Linked DNA regions of Zea mays: region 1 is linked to region 2. Evidence: chromatin contacts called from public Hi-C data. All regions are on one chromosome and are shown on one strand. Each heading gives the region's core, a stretch centred on a gene start, on an enhancer-like site or on the middle of the called end of the contact. The rest is flanking DNA. Distances are from core to core; before and after follow the strand shown.

What was found. A called contact is a pair of places that touch in the nucleus more often than the background predicts.
Region 1: a contact with region 2 is called in a Hi-C map of tassel, with 2.6 times the contacts expected there. The contact joins the promoter of LOC103639087 here to the enhancer-like site in region 2. A contact is called at or near these places in 5 of 25 Hi-C or Micro-C datasets (ear, endosperm, leaf and 1 more).

Annotation. Positions count from the first base shown.
Region 1 is chr9:131,280,314-131,285,122 of Zm-B73-REFERENCE-NAM-5.0, forward strand. It overlaps LOC103639087 (putative B3 domain-containing protein Os10g0537100), which reads right to left and starts at 2,180. Exons shown (of 1, transcript XM_008661883.3): 1 at 576-2,180. The coding sequence starts at 1,713. The coding sequence ends at 880.
Region 2 is chr9:131,191,091-131,196,055 of Zm-B73-REFERENCE-NAM-5.0, forward strand. It overlaps the pseudogene LOC111590223. Among protein-coding and RNA genes, the nearest start is that of LOC103639086, 42 kb to the left of the region's middle. Within about 2 kb of position 2,526, at least 11 of the 20 cell types and tissues checked have an H3K27ac peak or open chromatin away from gene starts, as enhancers often do. A contact at or near this core is called in ear and tassel, where this site is marked.

The DNA.
Region 1 (4,809 bases), core at 930-3,429, 89 kb after region 2:
TTAAAATACTAAACTCCTATCAAATACTCCTACTATAGTATTGCTTCAGAACTATAAAAATACTAAGCTTCCAAATAGGGCCTTAACGTTTAAGAACCGAGCCAGCAGGATCTATGTTGGTTCCTTGTAAGAATATTACAGGCCGGAAGAGCTGCACTGCTGCAGCATGCAGGAGTGAGCAATGGAAGCAGAGAAGCGAATCAGAATATCAGGTGTGGCAGCCTGCGGGCAGCAGCGAAGGAATTGCACAAGAACCAAGCCAAGAATGATAGTAAATACAGCTGCTGCAGACATGAGGATACAGCAGTGGAGTGTATAGATATCCATGGAAAAGCATCTGATGTTTAGGAAAAAGAGTAGGGTAGGGTCTGATCTGACCTGATCCAGTCATCCATTAACTGCCTCTGCTACGGTGCTTCCTTGCTTTGGGGGGAGAGCCTTGTGAAGTTGCCCGGAGAGGGGCTACAGTGCTTCGAGAAACCAAAACTACAAAATTACCTGACCCAAACAGTAAGATATGCAAACATTGGGGGCTAACTGATATCGTATGCAGACTTGCAGAGTGAACAGTGCAGTTCTTAAATAATTACTGAATTTAGTCAGAGATGATTCAGAATATGTACATTTATAATGAGCAAGATCGATATCATATCCTCGGAACAAAGATCAAATCAAGAAAAGAGAAGAAACACACATTAGTTACGGAAAGCACAAATGAGCTAATATGATTATATGAGCAGGATATCATCAAGAAATACCAATTCATCAACAATTACACATGCAGATGCAGTACTGGAGCCATATCAGTTCGTGTGTCAGTGCCCCATCAGTTCCTCGACCCAATTTCTCCTTCTTTTTGCTAGAGGATGTTGATTGTCTTCACAGTCCAAGATCCAAACAGCACACGTCCTTCCCTGCCGTCGAGGAGGATGTTGACGACGATGGCGAGGGCAGTTGCAGAAGCGTCGTCGACGCCGCCCGGCCCCGGGGGACTGTGGCGCTGTCTTCGGCGTCCGGCGGGCAGTCGAGGTTCACCCCGAACAGGCGGACGCGCTTCGACATGGTCGCCTCCACCGCGGATGCAGCAACGTGCACGGGGACCGACTTGAGCACTACGGCGGCCGGCACCTGCGGCCGCAGGAACAGCACGTGCCGGTTGGGCGCCGGAGCCGAGGCGCCGTAGTCCTGCCACGGGCAGATGGGCACCGACGGCAGCGGCAGGAGTCGCTGCGCAGACGCCAGCGTCGGCTGCAGGAACGCGAGATCCTGGCGACGGCGGCGGAAATCGATGAAGAAGCGGCCGCGCGCGCCGCCCGCGCCGCGCGCGAACAAGACTGTGTCCCCGGCACCGAGGCGCTTCTCCTTCACGAAGCGGCTCCAACCTTTGGTCATCACGTAGCTCTGGCTGCTGTTCCAGTACGAGTAGCGGAAGCGCCACGCCTTCCCCGCCCGGTCCTCGAAGCTGAGCACCAGCCCCTTCCCGCCTCCCGCGGCTGCTGCCGCCGCCGCCGCCGCGGCGGACGAGGCGTCCAGCGCGGGGAAGTAGCGCTCCGCGTGCTGCTTTGGGATGACCAGGCGATTGAGCTTCCCCACGTCGCTCGGGGTGACCACCTTCTCGAACATGTGCTCCTTCTCCACCCAGGCCACGCCGCCGCGAGGCCTCTCGGAATCCTCAACGACACGGGCATGCGCATGCGCGGGCGTGAACTCCATGGGGCTCCCCGCTCACGCTTCTCGAGCGAGCTCCGGCTGCTGCTACAGCTGTTGACTATTGACTAGTATGCTATTTCAGGGATCTGGTGGAGTATGTAACAGTACTATATGCCACAACTATTTTAGGAGGGGGTTTAGGGTTAGATTAGCTCAATATTATATGTGGATGCAGCTCTGTCGAACTTCCTAGGATAGCAGGTGGTTGGCTAGCTGCTGGATAAAGAGTGCTATTTGTTCTTGTAACAGGACAGGACTGGTGATCAAAGGATACTCCGATAAAGGCCGGGGAAAAATGGTGTGTTTGGTTTGCAATTGTGAGATCTTCAGCAAAGGCGCTGTGGTTGTAGATCAGTAGGCTTCAGTTTACATGAGACATGGAGGGGAAAAGGTTGGGAAGAGAAATACAAAGCAAGCCCCAGCTAGCTTTCTTAAAGAGGAAGATGAAGCGGCATCTAGCATCCTACTACTAGCTGAGGCCGGTGGGAGAGGAAGAGGAGGGGCGAGAGCGAGAGGGACTATAGGCCGTCGATGTGAGGGGTGGGGCCCACGAGCGACGAATGATAGGGCTTGAGATCATGTGAGTATGCATGTCACTCTCAGCTCAACCTATTGGGATCCCCCCACCTCTCTAGCTAGCTCCTCCATCCATGGATGGATGGATGGAGATGATCTCGCGGCTGCAGTGATCCAGCAATTGCGTGTTGACACTTGACTGTATGAATGATGAGATGCAGGTAGGGAAAATATCTTCTCCTGCAGTGATCGGTAGGTCGTGGCACAGAATAATGGACAGTACTACTCCATTTTCTCTTCTTCTTTTTTTAGTTTTTATCAATGCTTTGATCTATATTCATTGATCATGAGATTGCTGTAGCTACTGTCCTACTGAGTTCTGCAATGCCCAGCTTTACATCTTCTAGCAGCTAGTAGAACTTTACATCTATTAGCATAGAAGAAGCAATTAACTGCAACAGGTTCCGACCTGCCGTAGTGCTGTACATCCTCTCTATAGCAGCTAGAGCTTCACACAAAAACATGTGCAGCTGTTGCAATGGTGGTGTTATATAGTCTGAGCTGTGCGGCGAGCACAATCGAAATTGCATACATATGCATATGCTCATTTTTTATCACTTCTCCTGAATTTCATGCGCTTGGTTTCCATTGCTGGCAACCACGGTTATACAAAGCAAACCATCTGATCCATTAGATCATGATCATTGATTCAATCGTATATCACATTTAACACTTAAATCCTTCCACCAAAAGGCCAAGTATCTTTATAAAAGAACCCTAACAAACCATGACCGCATCTATCGTTGGATCATAATCTAATGGATCAAATGATTCGCTTGTATGCTTGCATATAGGGACTGCTTGCACAGCAATCGTTCTCTCCTTTGCGTGTTGATATATATAATTTTGTCATTGTTTAACTACAAAAAAATGTCAGTCGTGGGAGTTGAAGTTGGTCAACGTGCGGTCTTTCATCAAGAGTTCAAGACCATACTTTTGATGTTGGAATAAAAATTGGTTGGCACCTTCACCTGCTTTAGATACATGCAAAACGTTGGCTGCTCTTCATCTATTAGGTTGTAGGTCGCGGCTGGTAGTTCAACTTTCCCATTCCCATGTTGTCTCAAGTGAAGTTCTGGCCTTATGCTGAGGTTGACAAGATCAGTGCATGACTTGAGTCCATCCTTGGTCTTTGTCTTCATGTCTAGCAACACGCTGATAATAGTTTCAAAGACATTCTTCTCTACAGATGCATACAGTCTATTGTGTGGGGCGCATGTAGCTCTTTCCAGTACGATAAGTGTTTGAAAAAGATTAGTTGTTTCTTAAAAAGGAACGAATACTGATGGTTTCTCCATTTCATCCAACTTTCTCTTCTTCCCTTTCATGGTCTCGTCATTCTTCTTCTTTTCGAACTCGATATGATCCATGTCCTTCACCATCTCAAACACCTTTTCCCCATACTCCGTCTTCTTTGGCTCATCAAGTTGTGGCTCGTCATTGTTGTCGAAGTACCTATTCATCGTAGCTCTTCGGTACCTATGCCCTTTCATGAGGAATCGTACGTGCCTCAAGTACACAGTCTTGCAAGATCCCTTGAGATAAGTGCAGCAAGTATTGTCAAGACAAACTATGCAACTGATCTTTCCTTTGATCTTCCCTGACAACGAGAAAAGACCAGGGTAGTCAGTGATGGTGACAAAGATGATGGCTTTTAGAGTGAACGACTCCTTGGTGGATGGATCCATCATATCGACCCCATTTTCCCATAGTGTTTGCATGTCCTCCATTAATGGCTATAGGAACACATCTATATCATTAATAGGCTGCTTCGATCCTGAAATAAACATTGTCAACAAAAGATATTTGCGATTTTGACATAACCATGGAGGCAAGTTGTAGATGGTGAGGATGACCGGCCAAGTGTAGTGGGAGATGCTGAGTTCACCGAACGGATTCATATCGTCGGTACTAAGCCCAAACCTGATGTTCCTAGCCAATTCGCCAAACTCCTGGAACAAGTTGTCGAAACATTTCCACTGGCAAGCAACAGAAGGGTGTCGCAGCTTGCCATCGTCCTTCTTGCGGTCATCTAAGGCATGTCAGGATATTAGCTTGGCATCCTCGGAGTTCCCAAATAGAGCACACAAGCGATCAATTATGGATAGATACCACATCAACAATGCAGGACTCCTCCTCAGTGTGTAACCCTCTTCATCCTGAGGCGGGTAATTCTGATTGGTCTTCTTCGTCATACTTGAGGGATCATCTTCCATGCGGTAGCTAGCATTCGTCTTCCATCGACTAGTGTTGTAGTGTGGAGAACTCTCTAATTTCTCGTACTCACCTCGATATAGTATGAAGTGGTTAGGGCAGGCGTCAAACTTCTTAAGTTTCATTTCCATTGGGCGGGTCAACTTCTTTGCCCAATAAGTATACACAGGAACTTTGTTACCCTCAGGAAAAGCTTCAACAAGTACATATAACATCTCGTTGAAGCCAGTGTCTGAGAAACCATGACGGTCCTCCACTGTAAGCAACTTGAGATTAAAATGCAGTGATGTCATATGCTTCGGACAATCG
Region 2 (4,965 bases), core at 1,276-3,775:
GCGGCGAGCGAGCGGGTGAGCGTGAGTGAGAGAGAGAAGAAGGAGAAGCCGTTGGATTGGCTAAGTTTATGTTCTTTGCCGAGTGCCCGCGATGCGGCACTCGGCAAAGATTTTTTTTATTTTTAAAATATGGTTTGCCGAGTGCCAGATCGGCGGCACTCGGCAAAGGCGTCTTCTTTGCCGAGTGCCATCCAGGGGCACTCGGCAAAGACTACTTTTCACTTCTTTGCCGAGTGCCATTCCGGGACACTCGGCAAATCCTACTTTGCCGAGTGTCAACCACACGACACTCGGCAAAGTACATTTGTATTTTTTTGTTTTCAGCACCAAACTTTTTGTGGTATGTTTCTAAACTATATAGACCTACATGTATCATTTTGGGGCAATTATAACAGTGTTTGCAATATCTAGTAGATTTAGTTCGTTTATTTGAATTTCTTCGGAAAATTCAAATTTGAACTGCAGGTCACTCGAAACTTGGAAAACTGTGCATGAAAAAATGATATTCATGGTACTTAGCATAAGTTACGACCGATTTCAGAAGCGTATCGGAAACTTCGAGCAACATGCTCACTAAACATGGCCGTGAACTTGGCATCCACATGTTTAAAAATTGTATAAAACACAAACAAAGTCAGAAAATCATGAAACTTGTCCCCGTGTCATGATATCATATGTATAGGCTATGATAAAAAATTTAGAGTATTTGGAGAAAGTTGTGAGACACTATGTGTAGAAAACTAAGAGGACTACACATGAAATCATAGAGTTTCAATGTGGATCTCTTAGGTTTCTACACATAGTGTCTCACAACTTTCTCCAAACATTCTAAAATTTTTATCACAGCCTATACATATGATATCATGACACGGGGACAAGTTTCATGATTTTCTGACTTTGTTTGTGTTTTATACAATTTTTAAACACGTGGATGCCAAGTTCACGGCCATGTTTAGTGAGCATGTTGCTCGAAGTTTCCGCTACGCATCTGAAATCGGTCGTAACTTATGCTAAGTAACATGAATATCATTTTTTCATGCACGGTTTTCCAAGTTTCGAGTGACCTGCAGTTCAAATTTGAATTTTCCGAAGAATTTCAAAAAAACAAACTAAATCTACTAACTATTGAAAACTATGTTATAATTGTCCACAAATGATACATGTAGGTCTACATAGTGTAGGAACATACCACAAAAAGTTTGGGAGACAAAATCAAAAAATAAAAATACACTTTGCCGAGTGCTAGATGTGTGACACTCGGCAAAGAATCCTCTTTGCCGAGTGCCAGCCGCTGGCTCTCGGCAAAGACTGACGGCCATCAACTTTAGGACGGCCGTTGACGGCCCTTTGCCGAGAGCCCCCTTTGCCGAGTGTTTGACACTCGGCAAACTAGTCTTTGCCGAGTGTCGTCCTGTGCCGAGTGTCCAGCACTCGGTAAAGAGTCTCTTTGCCGAGAGTCTAGCTTTGCCGAGAGCGGCACTCGGCAAAGCCTTCTTTGCCGAGTGCCCGACAAAAGGCACTCGACAAAGATTACAACACTCGGCAAAGCCTTGGATTCCGGTAGTGATAGTTGACGGTATAGGTCGTCGCGCAACTTTATAATACTAGTGGAGGAGAGAAATTTGCGTGCTGGCTGAAGAAAAGCTGCCCCCCGAAGCCGAATAGGGTTTAGCAATCTCGTACACTACCAAAAATTGCTTTAAACTATGACCATGATACAATGACACCAATCTCTACTCTTTTAAAGCACCAGTTTCGACGATGCGTATATTTATTTCCCTCTCCTTTGCTTCTCGTTTATCAGTGGGCCATTAACCCACAGATGGACCGTAAGAAACTAACCTAAGCCCAACACAATAGGGTGATGGTTTGTTCCTCTCTCCCACTTCTCTCCTACCAGTGGTTTGACCATTACCCCACAGATGGACCGTGAGAAACCACCCAAGCCTAATACGACAGAAAGCCACACACAGTGTAGAGCTCCCACATAGTTATCACCACGCTCGCTAAAGGTGAACGAGCGACCGGGCGAGCTATAAAAAAAGCGGTCGGACTCCTTTTTAACTCATACTTTTCTTGACCTTTTGGCTAAGATTGAGTGTAATATTTATTCTTATCAGTTTAATATCTAGTATGTGAACTATATGTTCACTTTTGATATTAAATTTAATTTTGTGGCTATTTTTGTGGGGAGGGTCCATCACACTGGTTTATTGGCTCTCGCATGTCACTCAGTCGTTGCACTGTTGCCTGTTGGTAGGGTCTGGCCTACCCAACGAATACCACAAGCACGAGCATTGTAGTAGCAAATTTCTTTGTATGTTAGTTTTCTTTTTGTTCTCATGTTATTGTCATGTACGAGCCTTCGAGACATAAAGCCCATGTGAGGTACCACGTACGTAGTTCGCTCCCTTTATTTGTGGCCCAAGTTTGTCAAGTCTCGCCAAAAGCATACTGTGCATTACAGTGCAGGCAGTACTACATATATAGGTCGTACTCATAAGTACCGTAACGCATACGTGTGAAAAGCTGGGTTCTGTTCTGGCTACTGCAACAACGTATGATGGCACCCGATTGGTCCATATACGTATGTAGAATGAAGCTGCTTTTTTTAGGAAGGACCGGAGCCCGGAGGAGGACCATCGATGCTCAGCAGTAGACCGGAGGCAATGAGGCATAGTAAACCTGCGCAAATGCTCAGTAGACCGGGAGGTAAAGACCCTGCAGCCTTTTAATGATGCACTTGCCTGTCATGCATGCATGCTTGCTTCCATTCCTTGCTGTTGTTGGCGTGCACGCAGACTTAATTCTCATTGGTTGGTTCGCTCTATACATATAGTGTGGTCTCTCCTTCGAGCACAACCGACATATATACATATATATATATATATATATATATATATATATATATATATATATATATATATATATATATATATATATATATATATATATATATATATATATATATATATAGGCACACAAAGTAATTAATAAAGCTACTTAAGCTTTATATATTACTATATCGTTTCTCTACACGCTAGGATGAAAAGTCATGCACACTAGCACACGATATACTCACAACCATCATCTAGTTATATACGTCGTCGTAGATGCATATATAAAACTGTTAATTATCTGTGTGTGTAAATAATATTGACCTCTAATATATGTGTCATGAGGTCATACATCCTCCATCAAGGAATTGAAACACCTCATTATTTTTTTAGAGATTTGTTTAATTTATATCCGTCCCTCCTTCCTAGAATGACAAGTGCATTTTGCATAGACGAGCATAGGGATGACAACGGGCACATTTTATCCGCGTGCCCGCAGGTAAAAACCCTATAAGGGTGCGGGTTTAGGTGTGAGTTTGTACCCGTGGGTACGGGTACGGGTTTGATTCTCAACCCAACGGGTTTTTTCTCGTGGGTATGAAAATGTTGTACCCATGCCCACGTGTGTATATATATAATATGACGACTTTCTTTGTGGCTTCATGGCCCCGTGCACACAGCCCCCTCGCCACGGCCTCAGCGTGAAACAGGAAGCGTTCGCCCAGTCCCCTCCTCACGGCCTTTGGTAGCTAGCTAATGGGCCTTGGCCCTTGGCAACGGCAAACACATTTCCACCGTGCATCTCAATTTAGTGCCACCTCGAAAGCTTTGAGCGAGCGGCGCCAATCAAATGATATAAAAGAAGACTACATGCGCCAGGAAACTCGTAGAACTTTTGGCTAAGATCGATACATGTTTTTATCAGTTTAATAAATATTTATTATTATGTGCTATCAGTTTAATAAATATTTATTATATGACTGTGCCCGCGGGTGTACCCGCGGGTGCCATAAACCCGCGGGTAGCGGGTTTGGGTAACATACGCTACCCATCGCGGGTAGCGGGTGCGGGTACGGGTTTAACATTAATCACGCGGGTATGGGTTTGTAATCTCTGTACCCGCGGGTTTTAAACCCGTTGCCATCCCTAGACGAGCAAGGGGCTCCCAAACATGCCTTAAAGTTAAATTTTAAAAACCTTGACCAACAATTAGTCAAATCATATATAACTCTAGGACATAAAACTTGCATAAATAAATTACACACTATTTAAAATGCCTCAGGTGATATCGATAATTTAGCAAATAAACGACAATATATTGTAAGGGGAATTAAGAATGAAATTCTATTTTGCATAATTTGCTCCTGTATAAAATATGCTTATCATTTTAGGACTAAGGAAGCAATTAACTCTACACAATCCAAACAAAAGAAAACATATGCTATAACAGAAAGATCTAATATAACTAACACAAAGATAGTAATGTCCTAGATAGTGCTGGCTTAAGCAGGAAGGTAAATATTAATAAAAGAGGTGGACAAACAAAATCGCCACACATAAAACTATTAGGCACTGGACTCCGTATTTTCCATCAACAATAATACAAAAATAACACAAGTTGATGTGAATCAAGATACTCTATATTAACTGCATAAGTAATGGAACATATGTATGAAGAATCTAATATAGAGATCTATTCTAATAGTATATAAACAATAATTGCGTTGAGAGGAAAAGACTTTGAGAACAAAAAGGTATGCAACATTGTCTTGTTGTTTGGAAAAAATATTTGGCTAGAAAAGTGTGAAGCACAACATCATTGTCGCGCGCAAAAGCTTAATGATGTTAATTAATTAGGTGACACATATGACTTCATGATATATCTTTTTGTTTTTATTTTTTATGAATAACTTTTAAAATTTTATTTGTAGTGGTAAATGACAAGGGGAAAACGCCAAACATGAGAGACAGAGGTATGCTTCATTGTCAGATGTGAAAAAAGAGGAGGCTAGAGCTTGATCTCGTGAGTATCAACGTAAGTATTGAGCTAAAAACAAGATTGAAGCACTCATAGGCACTAACGGTTTGTTCGTCTAATCTATCATTGAAGTTATATTTTCAATTGCAT